Regions from separate parts of the Pan troglodytes genome. Here region 1 is linked to region 2. Evidence: chromatin contacts called from public capture Hi-C data. All regions are on one chromosome and are shown on one strand. Each heading gives the region's core, a stretch centred on a gene start, on an enhancer-like site or on the middle of the called end of the contact. The rest is flanking DNA. Distances are from core to core; before and after follow the strand shown.

Evidence for each region. Capture Hi-C pulls out chosen DNA fragments and counts their contacts.
Region 1: a capture Hi-C map of stem cell-derived neural stem cells shows a contact between it and region 2, with 3 times the contacts expected there. The contact joins two enhancer-like sites. A contact is called at or near these places in 2 of 7 Hi-C or Micro-C datasets (induced pluripotent stem cells and stem cell-derived neural progenitor cells) and 1 of 1 other capture datasets (stem cell-derived neural stem cells).

Annotation. Positions count from the first base shown.
Region 1 is chr11:24,038,501-24,042,844 of NHGRI_mPanTro3-v2.0_pri, reverse strand. All of the region lies in intron 7 of WHRN (whirlin), which reads right to left. Among named protein-coding and RNA genes, the nearest start is that of AKNA, 15 kb to the left of the region's middle. Within about 2 kb of position 1,939, at least 3 of the 24 cell types and tissues checked have an H3K27ac peak or open chromatin away from gene starts, as enhancers often do. A contact at or near this core is called in stem cell-derived neural stem cells, where this site is marked.
Region 2 is chr11:23,808,739-23,813,385 of NHGRI_mPanTro3-v2.0_pri, reverse strand. TMEM268 (transmembrane protein 268) reads left to right here. Exons shown (of 11, transcript XR_010148587.1): 9 at 2,307-2,572; 10 at 2,705-3,002; 11 at 3,240-4,647. Among named protein-coding and RNA genes, the nearest start is that of TEX53, 15 kb to the right of the region's middle. Within about 2 kb of position 2,520, at least 3 of the 24 cell types and tissues checked have an H3K27ac peak or open chromatin away from gene starts, as enhancers often do. A contact at or near this core is called in stem cell-derived neural stem cells, where this site is marked.

The sequences.
Region 1 (4,344 bases), core at 690-3,189, 230 kb before region 2:
CTGCCCCCTACCCCAGGAATTCGACCTGCAGCTGATCCTGGGGGAAGCTGGGGTTGGACTCAGATGACAGTACATGGTAGGACCAATGCCGTGGGATCCTGCCCTGCTCTGGCGCATCAGGGGCTTTGCACATTCAGCTGTGCAGGAAGCTCTTATCAGGCAGCCATGACTTTCCAGGGAAGCTCAGGGAGGGTGTGACTTTTTCCCAGAAAGGGTATTAGAGAACTACAAAGGACCTACTGTGTGCCAGGCCCCGTGCTGGGTGTTTTACTTATATTATCTCATTTGATCCTCCCAATGACCCTGTGAGGCAGGCACTAGGACTGTCCCTTGTCACATCGATTACACCTGAAGTTCAGAGAGGGAAGAGACTTGTCCAAGGTCATCTGACCGTTCTACAGAAGGTGAGGTTTCTAACCCGGGTCTGGGTCACCCCAACGCCCATACTACACTGTCCCAACCCCAGAAATGAACAGGGCCTTGATGTCATAGGAACCTGAGGCCCCCATGACCAACCCTCTTGGAAATGAGAGAGAAGGCAGCCATAGCTGGCCCTGTCCTCAGCCTCATTCCCTGCTACTAACTGCATCCTGGGGACATGGCAGGTGGAGGTGGAGGGTTGGGAGGGTGAGGGGTAGACGAGGGATGAATATCCAGCCCTGTCGGGGAGGCCTGAAGTGGAGCAAATGGCAGACGGGTCGGAGCCCAGCCCTCTGAGCCCAGCCCTGCCAGACTCCATCTGCTGAATCCAGACGCTCAGGAGTCCCAAGTCCCCAAGCCATGTTCCTTATGCATCTGAAATAGCTGCAGACAGCCGGCTAAGAACCCGGGGGATGCGTCAGCAGAAACGCCTGCGGAACGGGCTTCCAGAGGAGGCTCAAGGTCAGAGCTCATGCAGGAGCTGGGCCTGTTCACTTTCACCACCACCCACACACAATCACAGCCACCTGGGCCCCCTCCCCCTGTACCCACTGAGGCCAGAGCCTCAGTGAGGGCATAGACCTGGCGGCTCCATTAATCCTGCCAGATGGGACCCTTCACCCACTCTACAGCTGAGGTGACTGAAGATCAGAGAGGGAAGGTCATCTGTCCAAGGTCACACAGCAAGGACAGGGCAGAAAGCTGAACTCTATTCAAGGCCCGACTCCATATCCCCGACAAAAACCTGCTTCCCATAAGAGCCAAGATGACCTGCTGCCATTGTTCTTCCACCTCCTTCCTCAAACCTGTGGCAGTTCAGCAAATTCCCTTTTTTTCAGAGAAAAGAACCCCTTATTTCCTGAGTTGGCCCAATCAGGGCCCAGGTATCACAGAAGTGTGGTCTTGGGGAACTGTAAGGGGATGAAATGAAGAGGGGCAACCTTTGCGGGGTGGACTCAGGGGCAGGTAAGGCTCCCCTGCATGATGTCAAAGCCTGAGGCTGCCTGGGCACCGCGGGGCCACCTCAGCAAAATGCAGCTTCTCCCTCCTAGCCCTTCTCCTCCCCTCAGCCCAATTCCGGGTTTCTAGGCCTCCTTCCCCTCATTACAATGGGAGGGCTGTTACATAAAGGTGCTATTTCCAGCTCTTTGTTCGTCGGGCTTCTGTACTTCTGTCAAGCCAACAGGGTCCCCCAACTCCCATCCCAAAATGCACCAGAGGCCTAAGGCTGAGTGGTTCTTTCTTCATTCTGTATGTGGGGAAACTGAGGCACTGAGTCACAAAGGCCTCTGGATATTCGCCAGTGGGGGCCTAGATTTTGCCTGAAGGGGCTGCTGACAGGAAGGGAGATAAAGGCAGAGGGAGAAAGAGATTAGAGGGAGAATAACAGAAAAGAGAGAGAACAGAAGATTCAGCAGAAAAGGCACAGGCGGAGAGCAATGTAGAGAAACTGAAGAAGCAAAGAAAAAAGCAGGGCAAGGCCGGTGGCACGGCCAGAGCTGGGCTGGGAAGAGGAGCTTGTAATCCCAGGAAAGGCTACGGGGGTAGGGAGATGGAGGGACAGGGATGTGAGCCAGGGAGAGCCAGGAAGTCCTGGCATTCCTGGGGGGCAGCGGGGCTCCCCAGAGTGAAGGGTCAGGGGCCAGGGAGCCAGAGATTTGTGGGACAAGACCCTGGAAGTGTCAGTCATGCAGGTGGCGACGGGGAATCATTGGACCCGCAATCTCTCCAAGCACAGGGTAGGGGTGTAAGTCTGTGGGCCAAAGGGAAAGGTCAGAGGTGCAGAATGGGAGAGAAATAATCCTGAAAGCAGCTAACTGGGCCCCGCACTGGCTGGTGTGGCTGAGATCACAAGAACAACCTCAACACTGGGCCAGCACTGTGCTTTTCTACCAGCCTGTCTATTCTGGCTATCATATTTGACCGCCAAATCACAACATTAGGGAGCTCTCTGGGAAGCTTCTGCATGAAGCCTTCCTGAGATGGGGCAGAAGTCACTGCCTCCTTGTAACCAGGCCTGTGCCCTGCTGAACAGACCAGGCTTCCTCCTGCTAAGCTGAAACCTGCTCCACGCCTCCCTCCCTGTGGTCTTAAGAAAAGGACGTCAGTGGAAAGAGAGAGTGACCCAGAATCTCTAGAAGGTTAAGGCAAGCAGAGCCCTCAGGATAAGGCTGGAAACCAGCGCTCCTGGGAGGGAATGCAGGCACCCGAGAACTTGGCTGGGGGAACTGTTACATCTTCATTTCCATTAACCTCTAACTGAAAGGCCACGTTTCCTTTCATTGCTAACAGAAGCAACAAAGCCTCAGAGGAACTGGTCATGGTCACCCACAGAGAGCACTGATCTTTCACGTCACATTCCAGCTGCTGCAGATGTCACAAAATCCCATTTATGCACTTCTTGGCTTCACAGTTACAGCAGTTACTGACTCACTGCTCAACCCTGTTATTGCTGTCCTAAAGTAGCATGTTTTACGTTGTGTTTTCATATTCTGAAAATTATATCAGGTATTTCCTGATGTAATTTGTCATCCTATGTATTGTGTTTTATTTTAAACATTTAAAGCTTTATTCTAAGAAGGGATCCCAGCACTTCACCAGCCTGCCAGAGGGGTCTATGGCACAGAAATGAGGAAGACCCCCAGTCCTAAGTCAGTGCTTTGTCCAAGTTCCCCTTTGATAGCTTGGGAAGTCCTCACTCAGAGGGCAGCTGGGGCCAGCCCATGTTCAAACAGGCTCTGACCTCCATGGGCTTGGCTCTGTTTGGTGGAAAGAGCTTCCAGCAATCCCAAGTTGTCACAGGGGAAGGCAGGTGTTCCATAAACCGCTACAGAGACAGCAAAGCACTGGCTGAGAGGAATGGTCCTATTCAGGCTCCAGGTAAAGCTGTGGCCGGCCTGAGAGGCTTTAATGCCTCTGGGCAAACTGATGATTCTGGAAGGTGCAGGGGGCACATGCTGAGGCCTCCCTGGGATGGAGTGGGCTCTTCTACTTAAGGAGAAGACACCTATCATCCTCGATATGCCCTCTCTGGGCACTCAGCAGCTTCCTGGGGTGGGGGATAGGAGGTCATCTGGACAGGAGCAACAGCCTCTCCTGGTCACCCGCATCCACCTTGCACCTCTGGGCTCTCTCCACACAGAAGAGGCAGCTTAAAAAAATGTAAACAGAGGGCTGGGTGCTGTGGCTCACACCTGTAATCCTAGCACTTTGAGAGGCCAAGGCGGGAGGATCCCTTGAGGCCAGAAGTTTGAGACCAGCTTGGGCAACATAATGAGACCCCCATCACTACAAAAAAATGTAAAAATTAGCTGTGCATGGCAGCATGTGCGCCTGTGGCCCCAGCTACTCAGGAGGCTGAGGTGGGAGGACCACTTAAGCCCAGGAGTTCAAGGCTGTAGTGAGCTACCCCAACAGAGACCCTATCTCTTAAAAAAAAAAAACACACAAACAGGATCACATCACATCCCTACTCAAGATTCTCCAGAGTATCCCATGGTTTTAGGGTTAAACACAAACACCTCCCGCTCCTGACCCTCGCCCCTCTACCCCTCACTCCTGACACTCCAGCCCTACTGGTCTCCTTCCATTCTTCTGAGTGGCCATGTGCCAACCTGCTCAGGGCCCTCAGACATGCCCGGCCAGCTCCTCAGCTGTCTCACCTCATCTATTGCCTGGCTGTAGCCAACAACTTCAGATCTTAGCTTCAACCTCTCTCTCCAAGTACCCCAGACTGGTCGGGGCCCATGTATGTTCTCACACCACCCTTCAGCCCGCTTTATCAGAGTGTGAGTTATGGAGATGATTTGAGTTGAGGTAGCCTCCTCCACTGGACTTGATCAGCTTCAAGAGCACAGGCTCAGCCCCTGGCAGGCAGGAGATGCTCCACAAAGGCTGCTGCATAGAAGAAGGAGTGGCTGAACG
Region 2 (4,647 bases), core at 1,271-3,770:
ACTAGGCACTGGGCTCAATGCTTTCTGTCTATTAGTCTCTCTGTCTCTTTTTTTTTTTTTCGAGAGGGAGTTTTGTTCTTTTGCCCAGGCTAGAGTGAAGTGGTGTGATCTCGGCTCACTGCAAACTCCATCTCCCAGGTTCAAGCAATCCTCCTGCCTCAGCCTCCCAAGTAGCTAGGATTACAGGCGTCCGCCATGATGGCTGGCTAATTTTTGTATTTTTAGTAGAGATGGGCTTTCACCATGTTGGCCAGGCTGGTCTTGAACTCTTGACCTCAGATGATCCACCTGCCTTGGCCTCCCAAAGTGCTAGGATTACAGGTGTGAGCCACCACGCCCGGCCTCTATTAGTCTCTTTAATCCTCACTCTAACTTAGAGGGGTCAGTGCCACTATTTTCCTTATTCTACCAATGAAGAAATGGGCTCAGTAATGTGAAGTGACTGCTCTGGGTTAGTCATAGAGTGGCTGAGTTGAAACTCCCTCTTGGCCTTTTTGACTTTAAAGCCTATCCTTAATTACTAACTCTACAGACATACCTAGTGTAACCCACACTTCATTTCATTACATTCAGAGTGGACACAAGTATTGCGAAAGAGCTTCAACCCCATGCTTAAGGAAGTTAAGCATTTCCCCTGAGATCCCATCTTCTAGACCAGTGAATGGATCTTTACAGACCAACTGTGTTAATAAGAATGTGCATTAAGGCCTAGCGCCGTGGCTCACGCCTGTAATCCCAACACTGTAGGGAGGCCAAGGCAGGAGCCCAGGAGTTCAAGACCAGCCTGAGCAACATAGTAAGATCCCATGTCTTTTTTTTTTTTTTTTTGAAACGGAGTTTTGTTCTTTTTGCCCAGGCTGGAGTGCAATGGTGCCATCTTGGCTCACTGCAACCTCTGCCTCCGGGTTCAAGTGATTCTCCTGCCTCAACCTCCCAAGTAGCTGGGATTACAGGCATGTGCCACCACGCCTGGCTAAATTTTTTTTGTGTTTTCAGTAGAGACGGGGTTTCACCATGTTGACAGGCTGGTCTTGAACTCCTGACCTCAAGTAATCTCTCCTGCCTTGGCCTCTCAAAGTGCTGGGATTACAGGCATGAGCCACTGTACCCGGCTGTACTGTGTCTTTAAAAAAGAAAAAAAAGTACATTACATTCAATTTTTTAATCCTTTTTTACTTAAAATTTTTTTATTGTGGCAAATATACATAATATAAAATGTACCATCTTAACCATTTTAAGTATATAGTTCAGCAGCATGAGGTACATTCACATCGTTATGCAACCATCACCATCAGCCATCTGCAGAATGTTTTCCTCTTCCCAAATTGAAGCTCTGTGCTCATTAAACACTAACTTCCCCTTCCCTCCTTCCTCCCCACCCTCAACCCCTAGAAACCACCATTTTACTTTCTCTCCCTGTGAACTGATTACTCTAGGTGCCTCGTATTAGTGGAATCATACAGTACATGTCCTTTTGTGATAAACCTAATTTTTATAAGCAATCTCTTTTTTTCCCTTTTTTATGTTTTTCTTTCTTTTTTTTACTGTCAGTGATCATATTTCAATGTAAGCAGTTTCTTTTAATATGTTAGGAGTACTTGTGTAAAGAAATCTACCAGGTACCTTGTATGAATTAAATAATTCTGCTATAATGGGAATATTCCTCTCCCCGCCTCCACATTTAACTAGTAATTTTCTTCAAGTGAGTCACTTTGATCTCATGTACTTTACAGACTCATAGACATTTGAAAGTGGAAAAAATGTATTTGTGGCTGGCTAGGTTTACTTTCTTTTTATATTTTTAAAATATATTTTTAATTTTAATTTTATTTTTGTAGAGACAGAGTCTCGCTCTGTTGCCCAGGCTGGTCTCAAACTCCTGACCTCAAGTGATCTTCCTACCTCGGCCTACCAAAGTGCTGGGATTACAGGTTTGAACAACCATGACTGGCCAGCTAGGCTTAAAAAATTAGATAATTAGAAATTAGGTAATTTCTCTAGGGCTTCGAGGTTGCATATTTTTTTTGTGCGTATTATTATTGCCATTCAGCAGTTAGTTACCCACCTTGGCAACGAGGACACTGAGGCTGCAGGAGCCCCACAGGCCATGAGTTGCAGAACTGGGCTTCTGGACCAGGCTGGCATCTTCTGAGAGTCCCAGGTGCTGACCTGGCCTGGTTCTTCCTAGTGAGCATCACTGCTGGGTCCAGGGGCAAGAAAGCAGCATGGCCTTCCCCTGGTGCCTAAGCCCTTTTTCCTCAAGGGGCTCCCCTGTGGTATTCAATCTGCTTCCCTGCCTCTTCTAGGAAATGGCCCGCCAGCTGCTGGCAGTGTTTGGCGGTTACTACATCCGGCTTCTAGTGACCTCCCAGCTCCCTCAGGCAATGGGGACACGACACACGAACTCTCCGAGAATTCCATGCCCCTGCCAGCTCATAGAAGCCTACATCCTAGGCACAGGGTGCTGCCCGTTCCTGGCGAGGTGACCTAGGGATGAAGGTACTCATCTTCCTTCAAGACTGAGCAGTCAGGAAGGCTTCAGGAGCCCAAGATGGCCAATGGGGAGCCCCAGGTGAGGAGAGAAGCATCTGGGGGCACTCCAAAAGGGGCCTGTGATGTCAGCCACTGGGGTGTTGTGCTCACTTCAGGGCCCAGCACAAAAATCCTTGTTTGACATCTCATGCTGACCCCCTGGCCTTTGCAGAAGCTGATGGTTACAGAGCTAGTCCCACCAAAGCTACTCTCTCTGCTGCTTAGAACTGTGGACACGTATGGAAAGACTGGACCCCCATTGCTTTCATTGTTCAGAGAACCCAGGAGACATGAAGATGACCAGACTGGGCAAATTATGTGTCCAAAACTTGGCCTCAGATGATGTTTCCATCTCCAACCCCTTCATGCCAGATGGGGAAACTGAGGCTCAGAGAGGATACTGCTCTATGTGGCATTGCCTTGAACCCCTAAAATTATCAGACTGCCTTTTTCCAATATAAAGAAAAAAAGTAAGTTTTCAGAATTCTCTCAATTTTTAAGTTTTTCTCCCCCATATTTTGTGAAAAGCAGTGGTATGTGTATGTGTTGTCTACCAGTACACAGGCTGCAGAAGACAGAGACAGAAGAAAGAGATCAAGGGCAGATAACTGTTGATAGGAATATTTGAGAAAGATTGATCCTGTTTGACTTGAGGACTTATTTTGTTCACAGGCATGCACGCTTGTGGTTGTGGTTTTATATTACAGATGTAGAACAACGGTTATGTTTCCCGACATGAACATTGTCCTGGAATGAAGCGTGATCAGCCACTTGTGGAATTCTTTGAAGAGCTCAGAGGCTTCCAAGTGATCTGCTCCTGAACAAGTTTGAAGACCTATTGTTTCATAGACCCAAGACCAAACGCATCTAAAGGATCCCCAGCCCCCAAGACCTAGCCTTTGTCTGCGATTTTGGCTTCATCTCCCACAAAACCCCTTTATGAGTTCACGCTCTTTCCTGGACTGACTTACCTATTCCTTTCCATTTGTTGGACTCCTATTCATGCTTCAAAGTCCAGCTTTCTGAAGCCCTTCTTTAGGAAGCCTTCCCACACAGCCAACCCTGCTGCTCTCTGCCTCCTTTAAATTCTTGATACAGCTGCTGCTTGTTCTGATGTTTTATGGTATTGATTCTGTTTTCCTGTGTATATGCCAGTTTTTCTAGCTAGACTGTAAACTCCTTAAGGACAGAGACTACACCTTGTACTTTTTGTGCATGACCTGGACCTGCTAAGGAAAAAAAAAAAATCCTGTGGATTGATTGCTTTGCCATCCCCACAGCAGCTTTTGCAAATTGCTTTCCAAACTCACTTGAATGATGACATTGCTATGGACCTGGGTTCTGGACCTGATCTGCCACTTCAAGCTGTGTAATTTTTGGCAAGTTGCTTTCTTTGCCTGGTCCTCAGTTTGCCCATCAATATAATGGGTGGATTGGATGATTTTTTTTTTTTTTTTTAATTGAGATGGAGTCTTGCACTGTCACCCAGGCTGGAGTGCAGTGGCGCGATCTTGGCTCACTGCAACCCCCGCCGCCTAGGTTCAAGTGATTCTCATGCCTCAGCCTCCCAAGTAGCTGGGACTACAGGTGTGCACCACTACTCCTGGATAATTTTTTGTGTTTTTAGTAGAGATGGGGTTTCGCCATGTTGGCCAAGCTGGTCTTGAACTCCTGACCTCAGGTGATCCACCCGCCTCAGGCTCCCAAAGTGCTGGGATTACAGACGTGAGGCACCACAACCGGCCTGGATGATTCTTAAGGGCCCTTCTAGGACCAAAGTTCTGGGAATTTCTAGCTTATTCTGCCCCCTCGTAGCCCTTGGCCTATCTATCTTTATCCACATGCAGAAACATCTGGCAACCCCACATGGCTGAGATGACCTGGTCCTAGGACACCCTTGGACAGAAGACTGGCATACCTAGCAGACCTGGATTTTTCTTCCTGATCTGCTGCTTCCAAGTTGTGTGACCTTGGCTAAGTCACTTAACCTTTCTGATTGTCATTTCGCTTTTTAATAAAGTGGGTCTGGTGAACAAGAAATGTAATAAACACGTGGCTTGCCATTCAAGAGATGAGTCTGACCATTCACTTTCTGTGTGCCAGAGAAGAGAGATC